Linked DNA regions of Mus musculus: regions 1, 3 and 4 are each linked to region 2. A link is a contact called in public promoter capture Hi-C data. All regions are on one chromosome and are shown on one strand. The core of a region is the stretch at or near the end of the contact, and the rest is flanking DNA. Distances in the headings are between cores, read along the strand shown. Region 1 holds the start of Irak4 (interleukin-1 receptor-associated kinase 4). Region 2 holds the start of Alg10b (asparagine-linked glycosylation 10B (alpha-1,2-glucosyltransferase)). Region 3 holds the start of Gxylt1 (glucoside xylosyltransferase 1). Region 4 holds the start of Twf1 (twinfilin actin binding protein 1).

Region 1 (3,120 bases), core at 450-2,949, 4.3 Mb before region 2:
CACCTTTCGGGACCAGCTCAATTCCTTGGCTGCTACAGTGCTCTGAAAGACTAGACCTGACTGCTAGGGGTGACCTTTGTGCCCTCTCCTCTGTGAACAATGCTTGTGGATTGAGATGGGGCCCAAAGACACAGGGAACAGACCAAAAAAAAAAAAATGCAAAGTAAAACAAACAACAACAATAACAACAAAGTACAAAAAACAAAACAAAAAAAAAAAACAAAAAAACCCCACAAAAACAAAAAGCCCAGCAAGCTTCCTCCTATATAAGAATTTTTGGTTTCTTCCCACTCTGGCCCCTCCCCCTGGTCACTTCTTCCTTATACTTTTACGCAGTCTGAACTTCCCCCATACCCAAACAACCATGTTCTACACTAGCTGTCCCAATGCCTCTCACCCTACAGCAGCCCCGTTTGTTCCTGATGCATCTGCCAAAAGACCTTTGAGATGCCGAGAGATGTCCACAATTTCTAAACACTGACATACTTCAGTGGCCACTAAAACGCTTTGGGTATACTAAAATGTATAATGTCATCCATTCACCAAGACATGTCCTATCTGTGACAGATATTAATCCAGGTGCCTGAAAAATAAAACGTTAGGAAGAATAGGGAGAAAAGGGAGGCAAGAACACAGGGGAGTTTTATTCTAATGATGGAAGAAGGTAGCAAGCTGAGAATGCATTTGGCAGTCTGTTAAACGCTGCCTGCGGTGGTTTGAACAGGAGGGGATTCCATCGTCCCTCATTTGAGTACTTGGTTCCCAGTTGGTGACTTGTCTCAGTTAGGGTTTCCATTGCTGTGAAGAGACACCATGACCAAGGCAATTCTTATAAAGGACAGCATTCAATTGGGGCTGGCTTACAGGCTCAGCGGTTCAGTCCGTTGTTGTCTGCAGTGCAGTCAACAGAAGTCTGTGCTACTGTAGAGTGCGAATTCATCTCCTAAGTTGTTTTGTTTGTTTGTTTTTTGTTTGTTTCTGTTTGAACAGGGAACACAACAAAGACAAGACTGGGAGGCCCAAGTTTGGCCGGAGTGATCAGATCAGTCTTGAAACATGTAGGAAGCAAAAATGTTTAGCATGAAAATAGGAGAATTAAAAAAAAAAACCCTGAGCTCTTTGGCATACATCTTGAAGAATTACTCCCAGAAACGGAAAAATCGATTTTTTTTTTTTTTTAAATTTCCTGCTTTGGGGCCACTGTGTCCATTCCGAAAGCTAATGGTGCTTTCTTGCTCTCTTGGGAATGCTTTTCCTGCCCCTCTCTTGCTTCCAATCTGTCTTGCGCTTACCTCTCCCTCTACCTGTTGGACTGTCTGACTACAGCTAGCTTCCTATGCTCCCCATAGCGAGCAAGCGAGACACTCCGGCGGCAGAGCAGCGCACAGAGGCTGCGGGGCTCCCCAAGCCTCCTCTGCCCGAGTGCGCCCATTTCCTGGTTCTGGAGCGAAGCGACTGATCACCAACCCGGCCCGGGACAGAGGACAGCGGAGAGATCGTGGCTTGAGATCAGCCTTCCTCATACAACCTACTTCCTCTCGGACGTCCCTCGCTTCCTGGACAAGGCGATCGGCGTCCCGCCACGGTCCGGCGAGGACTCGGGGGTGGAGGACGCAGGACCACCAGGCGACTTCAGACTGCCTGCGATCGGGATGCTGCGGGTCACCGGGGCATCATATCCCCCTGTGGGACAGGGAGGGCAGGTCAGCTAAGGGTGAGAGTATAGGGGCGGAGCCAATCCGGAAGGCCACGCCTTTCCCTCCCCGAGCTCCACCCAGGGAAGAGCTACACCAACCGGAGCCTGTCCCTTTAAATGTCCCTGTAAGAGGCTAGGCGGCGGAAAGGCTTCTGGGCATGCGCACTGTGTCACTCGGCGGACCACTTTCTCACGGAAGCGAGGTAGAGCTCACAGAGTCTATTAGGATGCCGGGTCACCGGTGGATCCAAGACTGCTGGACCGGGGAGGGAGGCGTGGTGGCGGCGCCCAGGGAGCGGGGTGGGGTTGGGGTGGGAGTCCCTCTGCAGCCTCGGCTCGCCCCGCGGAGCGGAGGAGGAGCTCTTGCCACCCTCGCCCCCACGTGCCCTGTCTGCCCGCCTCTTGACTAGCTGCTTGACTGCCATGCCTTCGTGCTGCACTGTCCCCACGTGTAGCCTGGAAAGCCGTCCTATGGTCTTTCTTTTCCAACAATCCCTAGGGTTCCGAGGACCCCTGTGGACTTGGTCAGAGCTGACTGCTGATTTCCATCTGCCATTAGAAACAACTCCACGGGGGCAGATGCCAACCTTTGACAGGGTGTTCACTATCTTTCCTTGTCAGCATTACTTCAGCTGTATTCTCCCTATCCCCTCTGCTCTGTGTCAGGGCTTCCCCCTTCCCCCCCCCCCCCCCAGTGCCCGTCTTGATTGTACTTGCACGTGGTATTTCTACCCCGCTTCTGTCTCTTGAACTATTTCCAAAGTCAAGTAGCAGTTTATTATATACCATTCCTGATTATCATAGACAAAAGTTAACACTTCTTTCTTTCTTGTCACCATTAACGCTCTTACTGTGTTCTACTTGTATCTGTTCAACTAGTATCTACTGCAGACCTACTATGTCCTTGGTGCTGTTCTGAATATGGGCTAGTCAGAATTCTGGCTCATGTGGAACTGACACTTTAAGTTGAAGAAGATGGACAGTAAATAATGAACACATTAGCTAGTCATGCTATACAGGAAATTAAATCAGTTTTTTTCTTTGTGTGTGTGTGAAAGAAAAGAAAACAGGTTCCTAAAGCTTATAGATGAATCCTATAGATTAGATTATTGGTGGGTGAAAATGTCTGAGGATGTAGATGATCAATTACTTGTAAAGTCTGGGAAATACAAGAGCTAGGCAGTGAAGCTGCTCTCTCAGGGCTCCGTGTGTCGTGGAGAGAGTAGATTGTGTGAGGACTGTGATTCATTCCCTATAGAATTGGCCTTGGGCCGCTGCTCCAAGAAAACACCATGAGACTTTCTTTTCTTCTATGCCAGTGACTTGGTAGAAATTCCCTTTCATTAGCTTGAGATGTTTGTATCTTTCCTGTAGAGAATTTAGAACAAGATGAGGGACCAGGACTGACTTATCCGACCTTGAAG
Region 2 (3,026 bases), core at 34-2,533:
AAAAAGATAAATAAATAAATAATCAAGTTTCATTTGTCCTAATAATGAAGAACTTGGAGAGGATCGTCTATGACATAATTAATAAATCCTGGCAGACTAGACATCTCTTAAGTTTTATTTTTAAGATGTAGTGTGTGTGCCATGCACCTGAGTATACTTATTTGCAACATCTGCATGCAGGTACCCGAGGAAGCCAGAAGGTGGCACTGGATCCTCTGGACCTAGAGTCACAGATGGTTGTGAGCAGCTCACTGTGGTAGAAAGAAGTCTGGTAGCCTTCTCCAGGACAACAGCAAGAGCTCTCAACCACTGAGCTACCACCCCAGCCCCATTTTAAGAACGTTTTGCTCCCTGTCTCAAATCTGTCTGCCATTATTAAGGTGACAACAACCAACAGACAGTAAGTTATTCATTTCTACTTCCTAAGGCTTGCTCTTTAGAAAATGCATATTCTGCGACTAAATTGTCCAGGTCCCAATTTTACAAACTACCAGGCAAACAATAATGAGAACTCTGGTGGATCTTAAGATTCTTTGCACTGTGCATATTTCTGTAGTCAGATATGTATTTTTTTAAATGATGCAATCTGACTAGTTGCCAATTTAATCCAGACAACAGTAAGTTTCTACGACCAAGAATGAAGTTAGAATAAAACTATCAACTTTTGGGGGGCCCTAAGATCCTCCACTCCGCGTTCAAAATACCGGGTGGAAAACCTCATAGGTTAAGCTTTAGGTAGTTTTTAATGCATGTTCAAGGGAGCACCTGCATGTCTCTAGTGCTAGGGCTTAGTTAGACAAATCGGTCAACTGCCAAGAGGAGCTATCATCTTTATGCATTCACCTAACAAATATGCCATAATCTCGAGGCTAGGTACAGTCACTAGGCAGCTCCCTTCACGGTTTAAGTCTGGGAGGGCTGACGGGGAGAGGAAAGGCACAGGTTGGGAGGATCCGTCCCGGGGGCAGGGCCAGCAGAGACCAACCTGCGACAGGGAGAAGCGGCCCTCGCAGTACCGCTGCGCCTGCGGCAGGTGGAAGATCTCGTCCATGTACGGCTCCCGCAGAGCGCGGCTGAAGGCGGAGAAGAGCAGGCAGGACACCAGGAAGGTGCAGCTCAAGGCGGCCGAGAAGTAATAGCCCTCCAGCTGCGCCATGGCGGGCGGGCGGGCGGGCGGGCAGCCGCGTCCCGGGCCCAGCCCTGGGCAGCCCGGAGCGCCGAGCCCGGAACGCGGGCTCAGAGGCCCAGCGCTGCGGGACGAGGGACAGCAGGGAACAGGACGCAACGCAATGGATGCTGGGAGAGCGTCGGACGGAAGCGTGGGGGGGGGGGGGGTCACCGGTTCCGGAGTGGAGCATTTATGCAACGACGGGACGGTTTCTCTGTCAATCACTGCTCGCAGCTCTCAGAGTGGCCAGAGGCTGAGGGAGGGGCGGGTCTGGGCTCGGGCGCGGGAGCTGTTGTAGGTGATGCTGCCGCCGCCGCTAGGCTCTGGAAAAGAAGGGTGTCTTGTGTTGTCTGTTGCTCTCCAGAAGGCGATGAGTGGTCCCAGCTTTCTAACCTCCAAGCTCCCAAACTGCATTCGTTTGCGGTTATCCCTGTTCTCCATTGCCAGTGAGATGAGACGCTAAAACCATCATTACAATGCTTTTCCTCTCATCGTCTCTGGCTGATAATGAAGGTTGATGCTTTTTAGATGGAAACATACAACCAGCCCTTCGCTTCAGGGCGACTTTCCCTTTTGAAGAATCTATTCGTTTACAGGGCAATATTTTCCTGGTGCCTGGTGAGGAGTTGGGGCATTTGTAGGTGAGGAACACTCCTCCGTGAATATAATTTTAGTTGCTATTGCCGTGAGTGGTGGCTCACACTTGTACTGGCCCCATTTGAGAGGCTGAGGCAGGAGGATTGTTCCCAGTTCTAGATCAGCCTGGGACACTGTAAATGTCGTCCTTAAAAATAGGTAATAAATAGTCATTAATATCTGTCTCTGTTGGAGTACGTTTCCCTTATGCATCTTAATGTGTGGTGCGATGGAGTATTTATGTGTGTAGTCTCAAAAAGTGCTCACATGTATGAAGTTGAGGGCTACGGAGACTTCAGATAACCCCTTTATTGTGAGATTGGAATTGAGACTGACGGTGGAAGATATTTGAAGAAAGCTGAAGACAAAGTATGTTTTCAGCATGGTTGGTGATGCTTTGTAGGAAAAGCTTCTGGAAAATTCGGGTTGATTTTGCCAGCAGCACATCATATAGCAGCTGAGATTGCTTTTAAATTGTCAACCTTGGAATCAAAAGAAACTGGGTATTCTACTAGTTCTCCTCGACTATTAGAAATAACCAGAATTAAATTACGTTAGGATTCATGATGACGTTTCTTAACTCCCTCCACCCTTTACATCCTCTTTGATTACAGAGAACACGTTACACTTACCAATTTGAGACCATTCCCAGATAATTTAGTCTACAATTGACCTCAGGCCCAGTGGGCTTGCTCAATCATGGCCAGTGCATACCATAGAAGCTTCTGGCCCTTGCTAGATATGATGGATAAAGGGAAGAGCACAAGGCTGCCTTCCTATGCTAGACATTCTCGTCAGAATAATTGCCACTAAGAACTTGGTTGGACATCCAACTCCTTTTATATGTGCTCCCTACTCTCCTTAGTTAACTGAAACGTTTCAAAATTTAAAAATGTAAGGTTTCAGAACTGCCAGGTACCTTTTCTATTAATTTAAGCTTTTTTTTTTTTTTTTTTTTTTTGTGGAACAAGATGAAGATAGTAATATACCTAAAATTATGTAGAAGATGGCTGTTTACTGGGAGTTGTAACTATAGTCTTATGGTTTATAATTTCTACTGAATTGAAAGTGCTTCATCATTTGCAGTTTAAATTTATATCTCATTTCTGTTCCCATCAGCCAAGTAGAAAAATGTAAAACTTTATTATTAGAGTTTTGGGGTTTTTTTGTTGTTGTTGTTTTTTTGTTTGTTTGTTTTGTTTTTGTTTTCGGACAGGGTTTC
Region 3 (2,867 bases), core at 328-2,827, 3.1 Mb before region 2:
AATCTCTCATCTCTGTCCCAGCCTTCACTCCAACCAGACTCGCTCTCTAACATGCAAATGTGATCATCTTCCTTCCTTCCTTAAAAACCTTCAAGCAGATCAAGTTCAAACTTCCAAGAGTTTCCAAGAGTAACTGCTATCCCTCTCTGCAGTCTTAACCACTCCCCGAGTCCTTTCTTGCGGACTCATCCTGGCATCGCGCTTCTCAGTCTCCTGAATACGAGAGCCGCTTTCATTGCTCGCTCAGTCTAGAATTCCTTCTCTTAAGAGGGCCACCCTCGCTCAGGAATACTCTGCTATACTAACTGGAAGGTACAAGCGACTCACTTTGGGGCGTGTCCACACCCGGTGGCTATCCTGTCTTTGTACAACAGCCTTCTTCAAAAGGGAATAAGAGCTTTTGCACCAGATGTGAATGGCGTGTGTATTGCCTGGGAACATGGATTCGGGTTGGGTGGAATAACACGTTCCAATACAGAATAAAGTCAGAAGTTAAGGCAGTTTCCAGATACCGGTTGGACCATCAGATTGATTATAGCAAACAGGAAAAACTGACAGGTGTCAGATCTCATCTAATGACATTTTAAGCTTTCAGAATGGTGGAAACCATTGATTCGATGAGGTTGCTTTAAAGGTTTTGAGCCAAAAGTATGTTGGGTATGACACGATTGGTCAACGAAAGCCTATTAAGGGACTAAGAATAATCATAGAGTTTAAGCTTTGTTAAATCGTCCACAGGTCTCCCGTACCAAAGTCCCCGAGCTGCACATTCTCAATATCTGCCTTCCTCCCCGTCCCTAGGTCCCTACGAGGCTTCAGCGTGACCCAGCTCAAGGCGTGGAGTGTGGCGGGAAGGAAGGGAGGCCGGGTTTGGAGAGGACCAGTTTTGCTTTGGGTATGCAAATGATTTGTCAGCAACGTCTAATAAGGCTGCCTTCCCAGCCTTGTGTGGATGGGCAAGCAAAGCACCATTGCACTACCGCCGCCTTACGACATCCCACGAAGCACAGATGTTTTAGACCCGACGCTGAGGTCCGTGAGGAGCAGGATGGGTCGAGGAAGAGTTAGCAAGTGCGGTAACCACGGTTTCTTTTTAGTCAACGCAGCGATGCCTGAGAATTCAAGTTGCCCAGCGCCACAAACTGCGCAAAGAAAAATCGCAGATTTAGGGCAAGGGCCTACAGCCCTGCTTCTTTCGCTACACTTGTCCACAGCTCAGAGCCGGGCAATCTGTAAAGAGGAACCAGCATCCATCTCAAGGCTCGGCGTGAAGGCCGGGAGAGCGCCAGCGCTCAGCTCCGCTTCCGGGTGCGCTGCGGAGGCGGAGCCTTGGCCGGGCGTTGGGGCGTGGCCCGGAGGCGGGACAATACCAGGCAGGGGCTGTGGTTTGAAACAGAGGCGGGGCCTGCGCCGGATGTGGGAGGGGCTGTGAGCGGGGCGGGGCATGGCAGGGCTAGGGGCGTGTCGTGTGGGGTGCTGGGCTTGGGCGGCATGGGACCGAGTGGGACCTGGCGGGGATTCGGGCGGAGGGGCGGAGCGGGGAGGGGCGGGAACCAGGCTGGTCACGCTGCGGCTGCGCGTTGCGATTCTTCGTAGTTCGCCCGGGCGGGCGCGGCGGCGGCGGCGGTGACGGCGGTGACGGCGGCAGCGGCGGTGGCGGCAGCGCGGGCCGGGATGCGGCGCTACCTGCGGGTCGTAGGGCTGTGCCTGGCCTGCGGCTTCTGCTCGCTGCTGTACGCCTTCAGCCAGCTCGCGGTGTCCTTGGAGGAAGGAGCTGCCGGGGGCCGCAGGCCGCAGGCCGCGGTAGTTTCCTGGCTGGCGGACGGTGGACGCGGCACGGGGAGAGGCGCGGGCAGCGCGGGCCCGGGCCGGACGGGCAGGTATGAGCCGCATTGCCGGGAGTGGAGGTCTGGGAGGGCCGGACGCGCCGCTCCATCACCGAGCACTGGCTGGCTGGCTTCAGATTCAGTGTTAGACCAGTTAGAAATTGAATCGCTTTGCAACTTTCTGAAAGGTTCGTTGGAAGTAAGTGGTGTCCCACAAAATCCTAATTACACTGCGGCTAGTGGGATTCCCTCCTGTTTCCATGGAGTCGAAGCTGAGTAATTTGAGAATCAGGCTGGCGCCCTAGTTGAGCCCTCCACCTCCCAGGTGTCTAAATTTTCCGCCTAAATCTTAGCTTTTTATCAGTAGCCGTAGCTAAAGAAATCTGGATGTGGCATAAAGCGAGCTGTGAATTTTTATTTTGAAAATATTCGTTTTTTTGGAAACGTAAAGGAAGTTCAGAAACATGAGTGATACTTAATATGCTTATATCTATGGGAGGAGTAAGGTATGAAGAAATCACTTTAAAAAAAAAGAAATGAATATTTATAACACAGCATAATGAGTTGGTGGATTTGCATAAGTCACTGCCACGGTTAGAATCATGAAATTTAAATGGAAAACTGTTTGGGCAGTTTACTTAATTCGCACTGCCTCCTTGGTGGATTCCTGTGTTTGGGCAGTTCTGAGACCAACTAATTGGAGAGTGGAAGACAGGAATTGTAAAAAGAGTACATCCACTTTGAGCTGTTGTCTATGTAGCATCTGAGAGTTGATGGTCTTTTCCAGCGGGAAGCGGGTAAAAGAGAAGCTAGCATGGAGATAGTGAGCTCTTGGTTTATGGTTTGATTGTAGTCAGAGAAATGTGGGGTATAGGTGTGCTCTCAGGTTCCACTGCCTACAACCTACACCCCCAGACCCCCAGTAGGATTTGCCGAGGAGAGCGGAGGCAGGAGGACCATGAGTTCGAGGCCAGCCTGGGCTACACATTTAAAAGCCTGGCGGTGGTGGTGCATGTCTTTAATTTCAGCACTCGGGAAGCA
Region 4 (3,006 bases), core at 476-2,975, 4.4 Mb before region 2:
CAACAACAGTTCAGTTAAAACTGGTAAATCAGGCTGGACCATTACGCCGCTGGGAAGACCGTGTTGGAATGGAACACCTCCCAAGGAAGTCCCCAAACCCAGATTTTATGGGGCTAATCCATGGTGTGAAGATCTGTTAAAGGAACCGAGTTGAGATCACAAGCACCAGCACACAGCATTTTTTTTTCCCTTATGGTCTCCACAAAGAAAAGCAGTTGCAGGCCTATTTAGTGGCTTATTTAAAATGCTTTATACTCGAAGAGGGACTCCATACCTTGTCATTATGTCATTTGCCTGAATCGAGTTTGAATATAAAAAAATAAATATATTTATTAGTCCAAGGCTTTAAAATCTAGAGCTAGAGTTCTACTTAGAAAACATACATAAAAATAAACAATAGAATAAACTTTCACAGGGGAATGCATGCCGATAAAAGTGTACAGTGAGAAAGAACGGTAACTCCTGTCTGCTGTTTCCATACAAATGTATTGCATCCAGGTAACTACGAACACACATTTGACTTGAAGCAATCAAAGGCTAACCTAAAGCAAAGCTCTGTTAATGGTTTCCAAGGGTAGAGCTGACCACAGAGAGATATTCAGGTCAGCTCAATGGCTCAGTGGTTTCACACTCAGTTCTTTGGGGGAACCAGAGAAAGGACAATGAGGTCTCTTAAAGTGCTATGAGCTGAAATTTCCAGAAAAAAAAAAAAGCCACCCCAAACCTGTTCAAGACTCAAAAAGGTTGCCTAGCTGATTAGAAGTGCCTGATTGTGTAGGACTGTGGTGTAGGTCCTAAGCTGAATTATCTTGGGCCATCCCAGTTACTAGCCACTTCTGAGTCCATCCTTGGAAATGTACAGACCACTTAGCTTCTCCCATTGAAAGGTTAAAGATGCCCTCTTCAGATAATATCTGAACCAGTAGCAGAAATTTCGCCACTTTGGGTATAGCCCCATGTCCCCACCAAATATATTTTAAAGATGATTTGTGATTTTCTTTTGTTCTGGTACTAAAAAAAAAATTCATAAGTCTGTTACCAAGTTGAAACATGATATTTGGGATGGGGTGTCACCTGAATTAGTGCCTCCTCCCCGCCTGATAGGGCACATATTTGATTTCAGAATAGACTTTTTTTTCTCTTTTTTGAGGTGAGAACAGTGGTTTTGTGTGATAGTGACCAATTGAAAAGTGAACAGCTTGAGATTCAAATCACGGGGAAAATAATGGAGAACTCTACAGTCTCTTATTTTAAAGTGGGCCAGGAGTGGTCTTGAGCCCCATCTTGCTTTGCAAATGTTTAACTGTTTTATCTTTCGCCTTAAAATGGTCTTTTCTTTACAGCAAAGGATATGTCTTTCATGTAGAAAGCGTTTGTTTCGGAAAATGGCCATTTTTCCCTCTAAAGCATTTTGATGAGGTGTGTCGCTGCGGCGTGTGATAGACACACAGCCCACTGCCAGAAGGTGCATCCTGGACAGAAACAGCAGCGGGGGGGGGGGGGGGGGGGGCAAGGGGGGGTGATTGCCGGGAAAGGGCATGGCCAATGGCTTAAGGGGCGGGGCTTGTGACGACAATGAAAGTAGCCAGTGAAAGAACAGGGGGCGGGATCCTAGGCGGGGTCTATGTCGCGCTGGAGAGCGGGGCTGGTGCTGGGGGCGGGGCTGAGAGTCGCGGGCCGATGACGCACAGGCGGAGCCGCTACTTCCTGGATCCGCCGGCCGGGGCCGCTACCGCACCCTGCGCCGGAGCCGGGAGCCTGGGGCCGCCGCCATGTCCCACCAGACAGGCATCCAAGGTAACGGCGCCACGGGGCAGGGGCTCCCGGGAGGCTGCGGGCCGGAACGCTGGAGGCGCGCACGGCATTGGAGCTGCTCTGGGTGCGACGGCCCCGACTGTGTCCCTCGCGGCCCTCCCCGGCGGCCGCCACGTAACAGGCCGGTGGTGGCTGCCAGAGAACCGAGGATGTGAGGATGTCCCGGGCGACCCCGCTGCATCCCGGCCCCCGTGCCGAGAGCAGGAAGACCGAAGCTGGCTGGGCTCCTGCCGCCGGCCAGCCGAGCGACTTTTTCCTCGGGACCCGCCAAAGGAGATTGCTCCAGCACTCAGATCGTTTGAAAACCAAACAGCTCCCACCGCTGTAGGCTGCCTCCCGAACTCCCCGGATTTTTCTCTCAGAACGCGGGTGTGCCTTCCTTCCGGAGAAATCCCGAGTAGGGAGTGTTTTTCCATCTTTGGATGCTTGCACCCCAGGCAGCTGCAAAGTCTGATCTGTGTAGCTGCACCTCATGAACCCCGTGGAGACAGTCGAATGTGCAGTTTACTTGTGTATCTTACTCGCCGTTTATTATTTCCTGGTTGGAAAATAGGCAACTTGGACGTACTCAACCTCCTACGGAATCAAATAATATATCCCGGGGTTATTTAACGAGTTCTAATATAAACTAGAGCACTTCCCGTAATAGTTAACCGAGCCTTTCCCCCGGGTGACCACTTAATAACTTGTTTTGTGTTTTAAGGGTTTTTGACACTACCACTTAATTCTGTGCACATGCAGGCAAAAATAGTCTCCGATCTAACAACACTTAATCTCCCCCGTGTTACTTATGACATTTAAATATATCAAAATTATTGTTTAATGTTTGAGCCTTTTATATAACAAGACATAAATATTAGTCTTGCTTGGCAATCAACAACACAAGACCGAATTTGAAGCAATGATGACTACACAAGGGATAGGTTATTAAATGTTTATTTCCTGGGTGGCTTCTATAACTTTTTACAAAGAGATGCAAGAAAAATGTAAGATCTAGTGTATTTTACAGGTTTTTTCTTTAATCAGTATATGAGATTTGATCCTGTTGTTCTTGATGGACAGATACAGGACATGATTTGATGAAGGAGCACACATCACAAACTTAAAATTGGACTATTAGAAGCAACTTGTTAACATTTTCAAACATGGAGCAATTTGTCTGTTACTGGGTTTGACTGAAAGCATTCACCC

What was found. Promoter capture Hi-C pulls out the DNA fragments that hold promoters and counts their contacts.
Region 1: a promoter capture Hi-C map of pre-B cells shows a contact between it and region 2. The contact joins the promoter of Irak4 here to the promoter of Alg10b in region 2. A contact is called at or near these places in 2 of 39 promoter capture datasets (the C10 cell line and pre-B cells) and 2 of 484 Hi-C or Micro-C datasets (CD4 T cells and CD8 T cells).
Region 3: a promoter capture Hi-C map of pre-B cells shows a contact between it and region 2, with 6 times the contacts expected there. The contact joins the promoter of Gxylt1 here to the promoter of Alg10b in region 2. A contact is called at or near these places in 1 of 39 promoter capture datasets (pre-B cells) and 1 of 484 Hi-C or Micro-C datasets (Th1 cells).
Region 4: a promoter capture Hi-C map of pre-B cells shows a contact between it and region 2. The contact joins the promoter of Twf1 here to the promoter of Alg10b in region 2. A contact is called at or near these places in 1 of 39 promoter capture datasets (pre-B cells) and 3 of 484 Hi-C or Micro-C datasets (B cells, CD4 T cells and erythroblasts).

The regions. Positions count from the first base shown.
Region 1 is chr15:94,542,239-94,545,358 of GRCm38.p6, reverse strand. It overlaps Irak4 (interleukin-1 receptor-associated kinase 4), which reads right to left and starts at 1,699. Exons shown (of 12, transcript NM_029926.5): 1 at 1,533-1,699. It overlaps Pus7l (pseudouridylate synthase 7-like), which reads left to right and starts at 1,852. Exons shown (of 9, transcript NM_172437.3): 1 at 1,852-1,899.
Region 2 is chr15:90,222,568-90,225,593 of GRCm38.p6, reverse strand. It overlaps Alg10b (asparagine-linked glycosylation 10B (alpha-1,2-glucosyltransferase)), which reads right to left and starts at 1,283. Exons shown (of 3, transcript NM_001033441.3): 1 at 986-1,283. The coding sequence starts at 1,156. It overlaps Mir7648 (microRNA 7648), which reads right to left and starts at 1,234; the gene lies at 1,182-1,234.
Region 3 is chr15:93,273,889-93,276,755 of GRCm38.p6, reverse strand. It overlaps Gxylt1 (glucoside xylosyltransferase 1), which reads left to right and starts at 1,577. Exons shown (of 7, transcript NM_001357006.1): 1 at 1,577-1,880. The coding sequence starts at 1,675.
Region 4 is chr15:94,588,543-94,591,548 of GRCm38.p6, reverse strand. Twf1 (twinfilin actin binding protein 1) reads left to right here and starts at 1,725. Exons shown (of 9, transcript NM_008971.4): 1 at 1,725-1,797. The coding sequence starts at 1,773.